Regions from separate parts of the Rattus norvegicus genome. Here region 2 is linked to region 1. The links are chromatin contacts, called in public Hi-C maps. All regions are on one chromosome and are shown on one strand. Each heading gives the region's core, a stretch centred on a gene start, on an enhancer-like site or on the middle of the called end of the contact. The rest is flanking DNA. Distances are from core to core; before and after follow the strand shown. Region 1 has its middle 69 kb from the start of Dock5. Region 2 has its middle 21 kb from the start of Nefl.

What was found. A called contact is a pair of places that touch in the nucleus more often than the background predicts.
Region 2: a contact with region 1 is called in a Hi-C map of Schwann cells, with 2.6 times the contacts expected there. The contact joins two enhancer-like sites. A contact is called at or near these places in 9 of 12 Hi-C or Micro-C datasets (the A7r5 cell line, the Rat2 cell line, Schwann cells and 5 more).

Annotation. Positions count from the first base shown.
Region 1 is chr15:46,399,599-46,405,875 of GRCr8, forward strand. No RefSeq gene overlaps it. Among named protein-coding and RNA genes, the nearest start is that of Dock5, 69 kb to the left of the region's middle. Within about 2 kb of position 3,118, at least 2 of the 93 cell types and tissues checked have an H3K27ac peak or open chromatin away from gene starts, as enhancers often do. A contact at or near this core is called in Schwann cells, where this site is marked.
Region 2 is chr15:46,453,654-46,459,930 of GRCr8, forward strand. It overlaps the pseudogene Rps16-ps5. Among named protein-coding and RNA genes, the nearest start is that of Nefl, 21 kb to the right of the region's middle. Within about 2 kb of position 2,953, at least 9 of the 93 cell types and tissues checked have an H3K27ac peak or open chromatin away from gene starts, as enhancers often do. A contact at or near this core is called in Schwann cells, where this site is marked.

The DNA of each region.
Region 1 (6,277 bases), core at 1,868-4,367:
AGACTTAGGAAAAAAGTTGGAAGTTACTCACGATGTGCTGACATTATAATCAGAGTTCTTGCAGAAGTCGATGCAGCCAGTTACCCTGCTCTCTGTCACACCAAACAGGTCAGCCATCTTGGGATTCATCTCACAGGCTCCTCTCTACTTGACCAGTGTCATTCATTGGTCCAGGCTGGAGAAAAAGGTCCAGAACCCCAACTGTATGACTTCTGTTTTTCCACAGGCAGAGCTGCTCACTCTGAGTCTGAAAGCTGTAAGCTGTCCCAGTGTCCTAGCTTTCCAGAAGGGTGTCCCTAGTGTGTGTCTTGTAATATCTCTCTTTTAACCACATTTTTTTTACTGTTTAAAAATGACTTAACTTGTAAGTTTTCATACACATATGTATTATGCTGAACATATACCCTATACCTGATAACTCCTTTCTTTCCCCTCCGCTCCCATCTTATTGCTCCCTTGGACAGGTTAGCACCTGTTTTCATGCCATATATACATACATAGTCTCATGTATGTGTATCAAATATAGGAGTCACAGATGAAAGAAGAGATATCTGTCCTTTGGAGGAAGCCTTGATTTGCTTAGTATGATAATCCTCAGTAACATTCACTCCTGCAAACAACATAGCTTTATTCATTTTTTCTGTGGCTAAAACACTCCATTATGTATGTGTCCATTTTTATGCACTCATTTGTTAACACACACTTAGGGTCGCTGCATTTAGCCACTGTGAATTGTGGAACACTGATGTTCAACTCTCTCTGTGACACATTGGTGTGATGCCCTTTGGGTAATACCCTTTGGGTAATGCCCTGAGGAGTGCTATAGCTGGATCAAGTGGAAGATCTGTTTTCTCATTGTGTCAGTTGGGATATGATTGGTATCAATTGAGATCCTCTAACCAGAATAGACAGAAAGTTAGGGAGCCCTTGCTCTGTGCCCTCTTGCTCTTTGTTGGCACTCTGTTCCAGTTTTTGGAGTCAAGGGGTGGGGTTGGGGTCATTTAGTAATTGGCACTCAAAAGGTATTTTAGGTGTTTAGGTGTTGACCGTACCATATCTCATTTAATTTTATATTAGTTACTTAATAAAACCCCACGAACAAGGCAACTTATAGAAGGAAGAGTTTGTTTCGGCTCATGATTCCAGAGTGTTACAGTCCATGATGGCAGAGTGGACGCAGTGGGCAATGGGCAAGATGGCTGCAGAAGAAGCTGAAGGCTCACATTGTGAACAACAATCACAGGGGAAAGAGGACAAACTGGAGACTGTGAGCATGTTTGTAACTTTCTGGTGACACACTACTTCTAGCAATGCCACGCCTCCTAAACCTAGCAGAGCAGTGCCAGCAACTGAAGACAAAGCATTCAGAGATCTGAGCCTATGGGGGCATTAACAGTTAAACTACTACAGATCTGCTCTTTAGCACCATCTTAGGTGATGAACGAAATGTTAAATGCCTGCCCTCAAATGACTCTGTAGGTGTTGATTGAAAATTGAAGATGAATCCTGAAAGTTTTGTTACCTTGCTATGTACAAAAAAATAAAACCTAGGTTTCACAGAGGTTTAAGTCATGTGCTGATAGCAGCTTGCTGTCAGTGGACAATCTTAAATTCAATCCAATGGGTTGGGGGTGGGCTGCTGAACTGTGATGCATTCTCATGATACCAGGGAGAGAGAAACTAAGGCATGGTTTCCCACAGAGTGAGTATCTAAGAATGGCAATAACTCTTCAGAGCGCTGAAGCATGTTCGTCTAGGAGACACATGAGCTATATGTAGTTATAAGTTGGATTAATAACAAAGAGGTTACAAGGCAGAACTCCACGCACCTAGAGAAGCTTACAGGAAAAATGTCACCACCATTTGCTTGGAAACTTCTGTGTTTCATATTCTTTGAGAATAGTTTCCATGGCAATCTCAACTGAACCTTAGGACCAGATTGTATCTTCGTGTGTGTGTGTGTGTGTGTGTGTGTGTGTTTGTGTATGTGTGAGAGTGTACGTGTTTATATACAGGCCAGAGGACAATCTTGGTGTCATTCCTCAGGTATTATCTACTTTTTTTCATATAGGGTTTTTCATTGACTCAGGACCCACATTATAGGCTAAACAGGTTGGCCACTGAGCCCCAAGAATCTGCCAATCTGTTGTTTTGAGATTACAGGGGTGTGCCATCATGTCAAGCTTTTTTTTTTATGGGTTCTGGGGGCTTGAACTCAGGCCTTCATACGTGACAAGAAAGCCCTGTACTGGGTGAGCCATCATCCTAGTCTTCCAGGGCTATTTCTAAATAAATGATGTGATTGCACTAAAATAGGACATCTAGCCTCTAGCTTGAACCAAAGGACCTCATTCAAGTAAACCGGACAAACATTTATTGAGCATCCACTGACAGTGGGCTAGACAGTAGAAGAAAACCAAAGGTAAACATGATGTTAGAAGGGGTACAGTGTGGTGACATTACAGGATCTGACATGGAGTACATGCTTAATAAATATTCATTTCATGTAGGAACACAGGAAGGATGAATGCTACAACTGTTATGTAGAATAAACTCTATTAGAAAATCTAACATCAGAATTTATGAGAGGAAGTGCAGGGAAACTCTGAGATCACATTCAAGAAGGGATATTAACAAGCAGGTGAAGGACTAAACCACTAACCAAAGAGCACACATTGGAGGGACCCATGGCTCCAGTTGCACATGTAGCAGAGGGTGGCCTTATCTGCATCAATGGGAGGAGAGGCCCTTGGTCTTGTGAAGGCTCAATGCTCCAGTTTAGGGAAATGCCAGGGCAGTGAGGTGGGAGTTGGTGGGTGGGTAGGTAGGGGAACACCCTCATAGAAGCAGGGGGAGAGGAAACTGGGAAAGGGGATAACATTTGAAATGTAAATAAATAAAATATCCGATTAAAAATAAAAAGAGCAGGTGAGCTGACCTTTTACTTGTGAGCTGAGAAAACAGGCCATAACAGTTTGCTCAAGGTAGCAGAGCCTGATTGTGGCAGTGCCTATGGGAAGGCATCCTTACTAATCCAGTGCTCTGGGCTTCATGTTTTCCCTTTCCTATTGGCACAGCATCAAAAACCTTACTTTAGTTTCTCTTTGTAGGGAATCATGCAAGCACTGTTATGTGTTTCCTTGGACAGTATCTCTATGTTCCCCAAACAAGGGGATGTGGGCATTAGCCTAAAGGAATTTGATTATGTATTAGTCATAACAAGAAGGTTCTTTTGGGAGAAATGAGTCATTCTGCAGACTGAACTTTTAATACAGAAAGCTTGCTGATGACTTTTATGATTCTCCTAATACCTCTGAACACATGGTTTGTACACACACATGCACACACAGGCACACACACACACATCTATTGAGATACCCAGTGATTCATCTGCCCTGAGGTCAGAGGGTTACAGAATTCTACACAGCAGCAGCCATAAGGATGCTCACGAAAACTGCCGACTTACCTAATGACAATGTGGCTCTCCATCACCCTGTATCTTTCCTCCTTTCTTATCCCTCCCATTCTTGTTTATCATCTCCCAGTCACCCTAATTAAGATTGTTATTGGGGGTACCAGGAGTTACATTTGATTCTGCCACAATCCCCACTATTTTATTTCTACAACACAACAGAACAAATATTTAGCAAAACAATATATATTTTTTTTACTAAATATCCATACTAAACAGTTTTTTTTCTGAGGAAGCTATGGAGGCCTCAATTGATTCTTTCTTCATTACTGTATGATCTATGCATCTGCTTCCTAGGACAGGAAGCCTCGGGAATAAATAGTCAAGACATTTATTGACATTTATTGTTTAGTTATTCCAAATGAGATCACTATAACAGCCCATGCAAAAAACTTAAAGCTGGCAGACTCAGACTCAGGGAGAGCTTCGCATTTCATTCCAGTTCACAGACACACATACACATGCACACACAGAGAGACACACACACATACATACCCACATGCACAAACACACACATACTTACACACACATGCACACATAGAAACACATACTAAAGGCTGTTTCTCTGTTTTACACACACACACACACACACACACACACACACACACACACACACACAGAAGGTTGTATGTCTGTTACATGCATATGCCATTTAGCAGAGATACACTGAGAGTCTGTTGCTACAGTATGTCTGTGATCTGCTCCTATCAGAATCCATCGCGATGGTTAGCTTTAGGAGGTAATGAGGTCATGTGGGATCTATACTCACGGGAGATTATTGTCAATCCTGGAGGCCTATGTCAGCTACCGTCCTAGTCCATACACACCTGTTTTCTCTTTTGCTCTTTTGCCCTTCATGGAGCACATGTGTCCTTTCAGAAGTAGAAGATACTGACACCTTTCGAGCTTTCAGAACTGAGTCAAAGCAAAACTTTTTTTTAAAAAAAATTATAAACTACTGTTCTTGAGTATTTTTCTTTAGCAACAGAAAATGAACTAACAGGTTCATATTTTGGTTTTGAATAATATTTTAACTAAAATATTATTAATTAAAATATATAAGCACATAAACAATTCAGACATAACATGGTGGATTATTTTTGTTTTTCTTTTGTAAAGATTTATTTTATGTATATGAGTACACTGTTGCTGTCTTCACACACTCCAGAAGAGGGTATCAGATCCCATTACAGATGGTTGTGAGCCACATGTGGTTGCTGGGATTTGAACTCAGGACCTTTGGAAGAGCAGTTGGTGCTCTTAACCATTGAGCCATCTCTCCAGTTCCAACATGGTGGATTCTTTTTTTTTTTCTTTTCTTTTTTTTTTTTTTTTGAAAGAAAACCAACTTACTTTATTTGATACTGACATTATATCTATATCAAATTACGTTTAAAGCCTACAAATTACTAACAACTGTTACTCATGCTTCACAAAGGCCTATTCCACATAGTATGCCAAAAACAACAATCAACGTTAGATAGGATGAAAATAATAGAGACTTTTCTGTTATTATCATATATATATTTGCATTTCAAATATTTCATTAGAATTGGACTCTGTCTAGTGATTACAGTCAATGTCAAGCAGGATATGTAACATGTCTTCTGTTTTTACATTTAAATATTGAATATTGTTTATAAATACATTTTTAGATTTTTTTCATTTAATATTTTCTAAGCAACAGACTTTCATTATATCCTTTCTCCTACACCTCCTTCTTGGTCCTCCTCAAATCCTTATCATAACCAACATGGTGGATTCTTAAATATCATCTTATACAACAAATATCTCCAGGCAGCTGGGCAGCCTGGGAAAGGTAGGAGTCTTGGAACAGGTGTGGATCCACCCTGGTGAAATCTGTCTCTAGGGAATATATAGAGGTCTTTTTTTAAATCCTGGAGAAACCTTAGGAGAAGTGATCTCACCCCATTCAGGCAGGAACAGGTTTTTCATAGCGTGAACGGTTGGTGGTCTGGGTTACTTTCATATTCCACAGCTTTGAGATGAGGAAAAAAAAATCTCCATTCTCTCTCCTTTCAAATGAACTACACAAGGTGTATTGTGGGAAAATAAAACCACAAACATTTCCACAATTGAATGAAGTCCTCTACACCTGACCCATGCTTGCACCTTCTTATGTCACACTTGACCATTCCACATACCTAACTGTAGTCCATTTAAGACCTACAAGAAGGAAGACTACAACCACTTTCTGAAAGGACTGGCCACAAGCTCCACCCACCAGGATAATGAACCTCTGAGGACTGGCCTTCCTTTGTGTTGAATAAACTGTCCAATGGGAAAGGTTGAAAGTTTTTCTTTAACCTTTGGCTCTATTGATTCTAAGATGTCATTAACCCAGGAGAGTGAGTAACTGTAAGTCACAGGATTCCACAGGGAATAGATAGAAAGATTCAAGTCATTGTGAAAAGAGAACTAAGTTGGAAGACAGACAATGACAGTTCTCAAAGGAGTCCAGCCAATGGCTCACACATGGATGCCTATGGCAGATTCACTCAGCCCAATCTTGGAACTAGCCAAGACATCACAGGAAAGTGAATGAGCATACTGTAGCATGTCCAGACCACAGTGTATTGCTTGGGCCGTGGAGATGGTGGAGACAAGTATGAAATCCTGAGTTCAGATCTCCAGAATCCACTTAGAGTAGGATGCAGAAGCATGCAGCTGCAGTCCTATGGCTCCTATGGTAAGATGAGAGGCAGAGACAAGATGGACGTTTACAGGGCAACAGGTTTGGCTTATACCTGTAGCAAATAATAAGAGATCAGAGAACCTACCTCA
Region 2 (6,277 bases), core at 1,703-4,202, 54 kb after region 1:
CCTGGCAGCTGCAGCTCCCAGTGGAGAGGAGAGAGCACCGAGAAGTTTACCCTAAGCAGTCTATAAGGTTCGTTCTTATGGGATCAGGAACCCATACAGTATGCAAGCTATCAGAAGATACAGAACATACTGGAACCTAAGCAGGTGACACAGGTGCCTCGTAGTTCTAGAACTGTCTTTTGTGCTATTCTGCAGGTGGTACATTTCTATTCTGAAAACTCCCACCCTGCTCATAGACTCAAAGGTGGAGGAGTCCTTAGAAGCAACTCTGACTCGATAATGCAGTAGACAGCCGCCAGCTCCCTTTGCTCATACTGTACAGGACACTTGCTGTATAAGCATTCAAAACAAACAAATTTGAGACAGGGTCTCGTGTAGCCCATGGTAGCTTCAAACTCACAACATAGCTAAGGATGACTTTGAATTTGTACTCCTCCTTGCCTCCATCTCCTGAGGAGAGGACAGGCTTGAGTTGCCGTGTACTGTTTATGTGGCCCTGGGATTGAACCCAGGGTTTCATACACAGGGCCTCTACTGATCAAACATGTCCAGCTCCCACGTAAACCCTTTATCAGTTAGTAGCTCCAGAAACAGACTCAAGCCCATGGCCCCCAGGGTTAAAGATGCTCTGCTCTTTTTGTTACCATGTTAACTAATGGGATTTCATGACATCCTTGGCTCCTTATCACATTGTATATAGATCTTCCAAGTCAACTCCCCAAGCTTCTGAAGAGTTGTCTCTATCCTTGAAGCCTGTCTGTAGCTGGACCTGCTCTCATCTTCCCTGTGTGGCCTTGACCTCTAAGGCTCAGAGCCTTGGCTTCTGTTTTCTTTCAGACTCATTCATCTGTTAACATCCAATGTCTGAGGGTGTTCTTTTCTGTCTACCCGTAAAAAAGTCTTCATCCCCTGATGTTTCTTCATAAAAAATGGCACCTTGCCAGCAGCCCCCAGGAGAGGGCATTGGAACTACACCTGGAAGGAAGTGGGAAGGAATTCCAGAGAACAGGAAATAGAATGGAATGTTTCAGAACAGAGATTGGAGCTTGGCGTGGGGACAGAAGCTGGACTGAGGTCGAGCTAAAGAGTAAGACAGATCACAAAGTGTTTCACTTGAACTGTTACCCGCCACTGACAGCGGCTAGAAAAAAGGTATCTAAAGCATGCTTCATACTCTCCCTACATTTAAGTTTTCACTCAGATAATTTCTGCTCCTCTAAGGAAAGCCCATCCTACCCCCCACCCCCTTACCCTGTGGCATGCTGTCCAGCTTTAATTTTTCTTTTCATTTGTCCATAGAACATTTCAGACTCATACATTTTTGGATTTATTGCAGATAGGTAGATTTTATAAGGTTTATATTCTGTCCCTTCAAATTCTAGAAAGTCCTCTTGAGAAGGGCAGGGACTATCAGGTGGTCCCTGTACTATTCCCAGAGACTGAGCAAGACAGAGCCACTGGTAAGTGCTTTATAGATACATGTCCATTGGGTTTCTGCTACAAAGTAATGCCCCCCGCCCCCGGGCTGGCACACTGAACTAAACTCTGGAATCTTCCGGGCCAGCGCATCCCACAGTGCTCTTCACCTTCCAGGGATGCCTGTATTCCTCCTGCCAGTGCTGAGTGTGAATGTTGAACCTTCTTGACACTTTGTTAGGTCCTCCAGCCCCAAGTTCTCAATTCTGTGAGTTCCTTTAGCTCACTATTTCTACACTGTATTTCAGACTTGATAATATAATTACATACCATAAATTCTTTATAAATAAAGTTCTAGGAGAGTGATGGGGATACTTCATAAATAGGCATGGTTACTTCGCATCCAGGAAGATTCTCACCAGTGCTCAGTGAGGGTGATTGGTGTACAAGAAGGTCCAGGGACTCAGTTCTGAAGCATGTACGCAATTTAAATATTTGGCTGCAGATATTTATTTTTTAAAGGGTGCTGCACATCTTACCACATTGGACTCTTCTGTAATTTTGACAAGTGACTCTTGACCCTTTCTCCTCACTAGGATTAAAATGACAGCCGAGATGACAGGAGAGATGGCTCAGTGATTAAGAACACTTGCTACTCTCACAGAGGATCCGGGTTCAGTTCCTAGCACCCACACAGAAGGCTCACGATTACCTACAACTCCAAATCCAAGAGATCTAATTCCTCTTATGGCCTCTGTGAGAATCTCCACACACATGGCACACATACACCTCCCCAGGCACACAAACACGAATACAAACAGCAATAAATCTCCAAAATAATGTGTCACCGGGCAACTGTAGAAGTTGCCTTAGTGGTTGCAAGGTCAAGAGTACCAGTTGCTCTGGCAGAGAAGCTGGCTTCAATTCCCAGAAGCCACATGGTGATTCACATCCATCCCTGATATCCTCTTCTGACTTCTGTGGTACCGGGCATACACATATGGTACATGCAGGCAAAACAGGCACATAAAATAACTTTCTACCGGGGAGGAGCTGTGCCTAGGATTAGATGAGAATTTCTAGGGCAACAAGAAACAGCTGTAGTCATTCCCACTCAACAACACATCACTGAGCAGTGATCTCAGGATGTGAGGCACTCATTAACCTGCTAGTGGAGTATGTGAGACAATGATACTGTGTTCATCCTTACCACATAGCAAGGTCTCCCTGACCCTGGGTGTTAGAGAATAGCTTTGTATGTTGAACACTGTACGAAATGGACGCTATATAGTTCTGATAGGATTTGGGAATCTGAATTGTAACTAAGGCCTGGAGTTTCATTATCACAGTGGTGGTTGTCACAATGGGCCACTTACCGTGTGATATATACCATTGGTTGGAGGAGGCATTATGGTCGACCCCACTGACAGACCCAGAGACAAAGGCTTGAAGTAGCTTGGTGTCCTAACCCAGTGCAAGGCATGTAAAGGGAAGTGGGAGAGGCTGGCACTGAGTCTGGCCAGCTGCCTGCAGAGCTCTTATGACTCATCTGCATGCTACAGACTTTGTTGTGAAATGCTCTAGACAGGAGAGGGAGTAGGGACGGAGATGGGGTCTGGTCTTTGGCTTCTCTCAGCTTGGCGGAGGAGAGGGAAACTGCATTAGATATAGAAATCTGTCAAAATTATGTTTCAAATCTAATGCTTCAGTAGTCTGATATTTTATTGTATGCCTTCATCTGCAAGTTTGGAAATTCCAATTGACCTTTCACAGCATAATTAGTTCAAGTGACAGCTTTCGTGTTTTAACGCACTAAACGGGAGACACACGCCAAGATTCCTGCTAATTGTCTTTCTCTCAGGGGTCATGGGAGCTTTTGTGGTGAAGTATACTGGATTACTCCCCTTTCTAATTTATTTATTTTATTTTTATTTTTAGGAATGGAAACTCTTTAAACAGACCATCGGGAGAAAGAAAGGTCAAGTCTCACACCACTAAAGATTACAATCAACAAGTTATTGCATATTTGAAAATCTCCAAAGACAGGATTTTTTAATCCAAAGAACTGATAAAAGTCTAGAGAGATAGACCTTCCAGGTGGTTTGATCATTATTGCATATTGAAATGTCATATTGCAACCCAAGACATGTGTCAATTAAGATATATTTAAAAAATGCTATCGTTAACATCTACTTAGTCCACATTTTCTTTTTTTCTTTTTTTTAAAGTCCTAGGATGTTTATTACAAAGGTAAACCCTGATCCTTGAGAGTGGCTTATCAATAGGATTTCTGGTACCGGGCATGGGCACTAGGACCGCCAAACTTTTTGGATTTGCAGCGACGGGAGTCAGCTGCAAACAGGATCAGATTGTACTGAATGAGGATATCTTTGATATCCTTCTTAGAGGCTTATCCACATAATTTTGGTAATAAACCATCAGGGCTTTTGAGATGGACTGCCGGATAGCATAAATTTGGGCCACATGACCACCACCCTTCACATGGACCTGGATATCCACACCAGCAAATCTCTCCTTGCCCAGAAGCAAAACAGGCTCCAATAACTTGTTTTGAAGCCTGAGCGGCTCGATCATCTCCAGGGGACGTCCATTCACCTTGATGAGCCTATTTCCTCGTTTGCAGTGGGCCACAGCTCTGGCTGTCTTCTTTCGTCCAAAGACTTGCACGGACTGCAGCAGACCCTTGGATGGCATAGCTATAAGTATGAACAAGGGATCCTCACCACGCAGCACCGCCACCAGAAAAGGCCTACATTTTCATAGTAGAAAAAAACCCCAATGCTTCCAATGCAAAGGATTCTAAATATTCATATAATGAAACATTACAGCAAGCTAATAGATACATATTATTATTATTATTATTACTATTACTATTACTATTATTATGTGTGTGTCAGTCATCAGTAGTGCTGACAAGAGCATGATGGGAAGGCTTTTGCAGGCAGATGTTGGCTGAGCCTCCATTCCTGGATCTGGGTGTTTTCCAGTACTCTAAAAACATCTCTTTCCTCCAAACTCCTCACCACTTCTATCTCCAGGCCTTTGAATATGTCACTTTTTTATTTGAAACATCTTCCCACATTGACCTGGCCGCTGGCTATTCATAGACTAAGGCTCAATGTCTCTCAACCTCTGGACATAGGTAGAATTAATACAGCATGCTGGTGAAACCCCGTTGACTTCGATGTCATAGACCACACAGAGTTCTGTCCCTGTGACTCTAACTTCAGGCACATCTGTTTGTCATCTATTCAATGAGGCTATGAGAAGAGACTTTACATACGGTGGCTGTTGGGACTAAATGGCACAGCCATGTCCACTGGAAATGGCAAAGGTCAGGAAGCCAGCACAGCTGTTGGATGCAATTCCAGTGAAGCTGAGCCAGTGCTGTGAGTGCTGTCATTTTGTCTCTCAGTTTTAGGTTTTGGCCTCTGCGTGTTGCATTCTTATGGACTTTCTGCATTAGGAGTAATTTTATGTCTTTTCTCGAGAAAAATTATGTCTGAGTCTCTTTAGAAAGTCCTAAACGTACTATACCTTCTGTTTTTCGGGAAGTAGCCTTTTCTGGTCCTATTTGGAAGTCTTATGTCCTGGAGATCATGATAAGCACAGATAATCACACAGACGCTAGGATTTCTTTATGAGACCGTGACTCCGGGGATCTTCTCTCAAACAGTGTAACTGGAACAGGGTGAACTTAGAGATAGTTGATGAACTCCAACTGGCCAGGAGACTTGGTAATAGATTCAAGGCCTCTTTTGACAATGCACTTAGAACTCTCTGAAAATGTAGCTTAAAGATAGAGGATCATACAGGGTATGCCCCTGGAGGAATAGAACTCAGTAAATGAGATAGAGTTACTAGAATAACTTTTCCTACTTAATCGTATAGATGAGAAAAGGATAGAAATAAAGGAGTCAGTATTTGCTATTCATAAAAAGGTATTTCCTGTTTGTCTAGTGTGCTTTCAAATCGCAAATGCTGTCAGCCTGAAAGCAGGCTGTCACATAATGAATGCATTACTTTGGTAAGGACTTTTCTTAGATTCTTTGAATTGGAGTTATAGGATTGATAATGAAAATGAAATCTGTTCTATGTGTACTTTCTAATTATACATGTAATGCCACATATACAATGAAAAATGAAACACATGTCCGGAGACAAAATGGTATAACCTATATTTTTTGGATAATCACTAGTCTGTCCATGTTCTGTGAAACCTGTGTAAATAAAGAAGCAACCTGATTGCTAGTCAGCCAGAGGTGCAAGATTCCTCTGACCACCGTGCCCAACTTACTTCACTCCCTGACTTAATTTTTTAAAGATTTATTTTATACACACACACACACACACACACACACACACACACACACACACACACACACACTGTAGTTGTCTTCAGACACACCAGAAGAGGGCATCGGATCCCATTACAGATGGTTGTGAGTCACCATGTGCTTGCTGGGAATTGAACTCAGGACCTCTGGAAGAGCAATCAGTCCTCTTAACCACTGAGTCATCTCTCCACCCCACCCTCTGACTTTTTATTTCCTCTTGGGAACCCTGTCAACTGCTGGGGCAGGTGCCCAAGCAATTAAATAATTCATAGGAAAATTTTTACCAAATTAGGAAGTGGACATTTGGTGGGTGCTGGCTGTCATGACCTTAGATGCCTCCCCTGCTCCTCCTGCGCCCATCCTTAAGCTGGTTAACAATACCATTGTCAGTGCTACCACAGCACCTGCCATATGAAAGGTTGGCATTCTTTTATGTTTCCTTTTATTTTGATTTTAAACTCTCCAAGGACAAGGGCTTCTTCACTTTAAGTGCATGGTGCAGT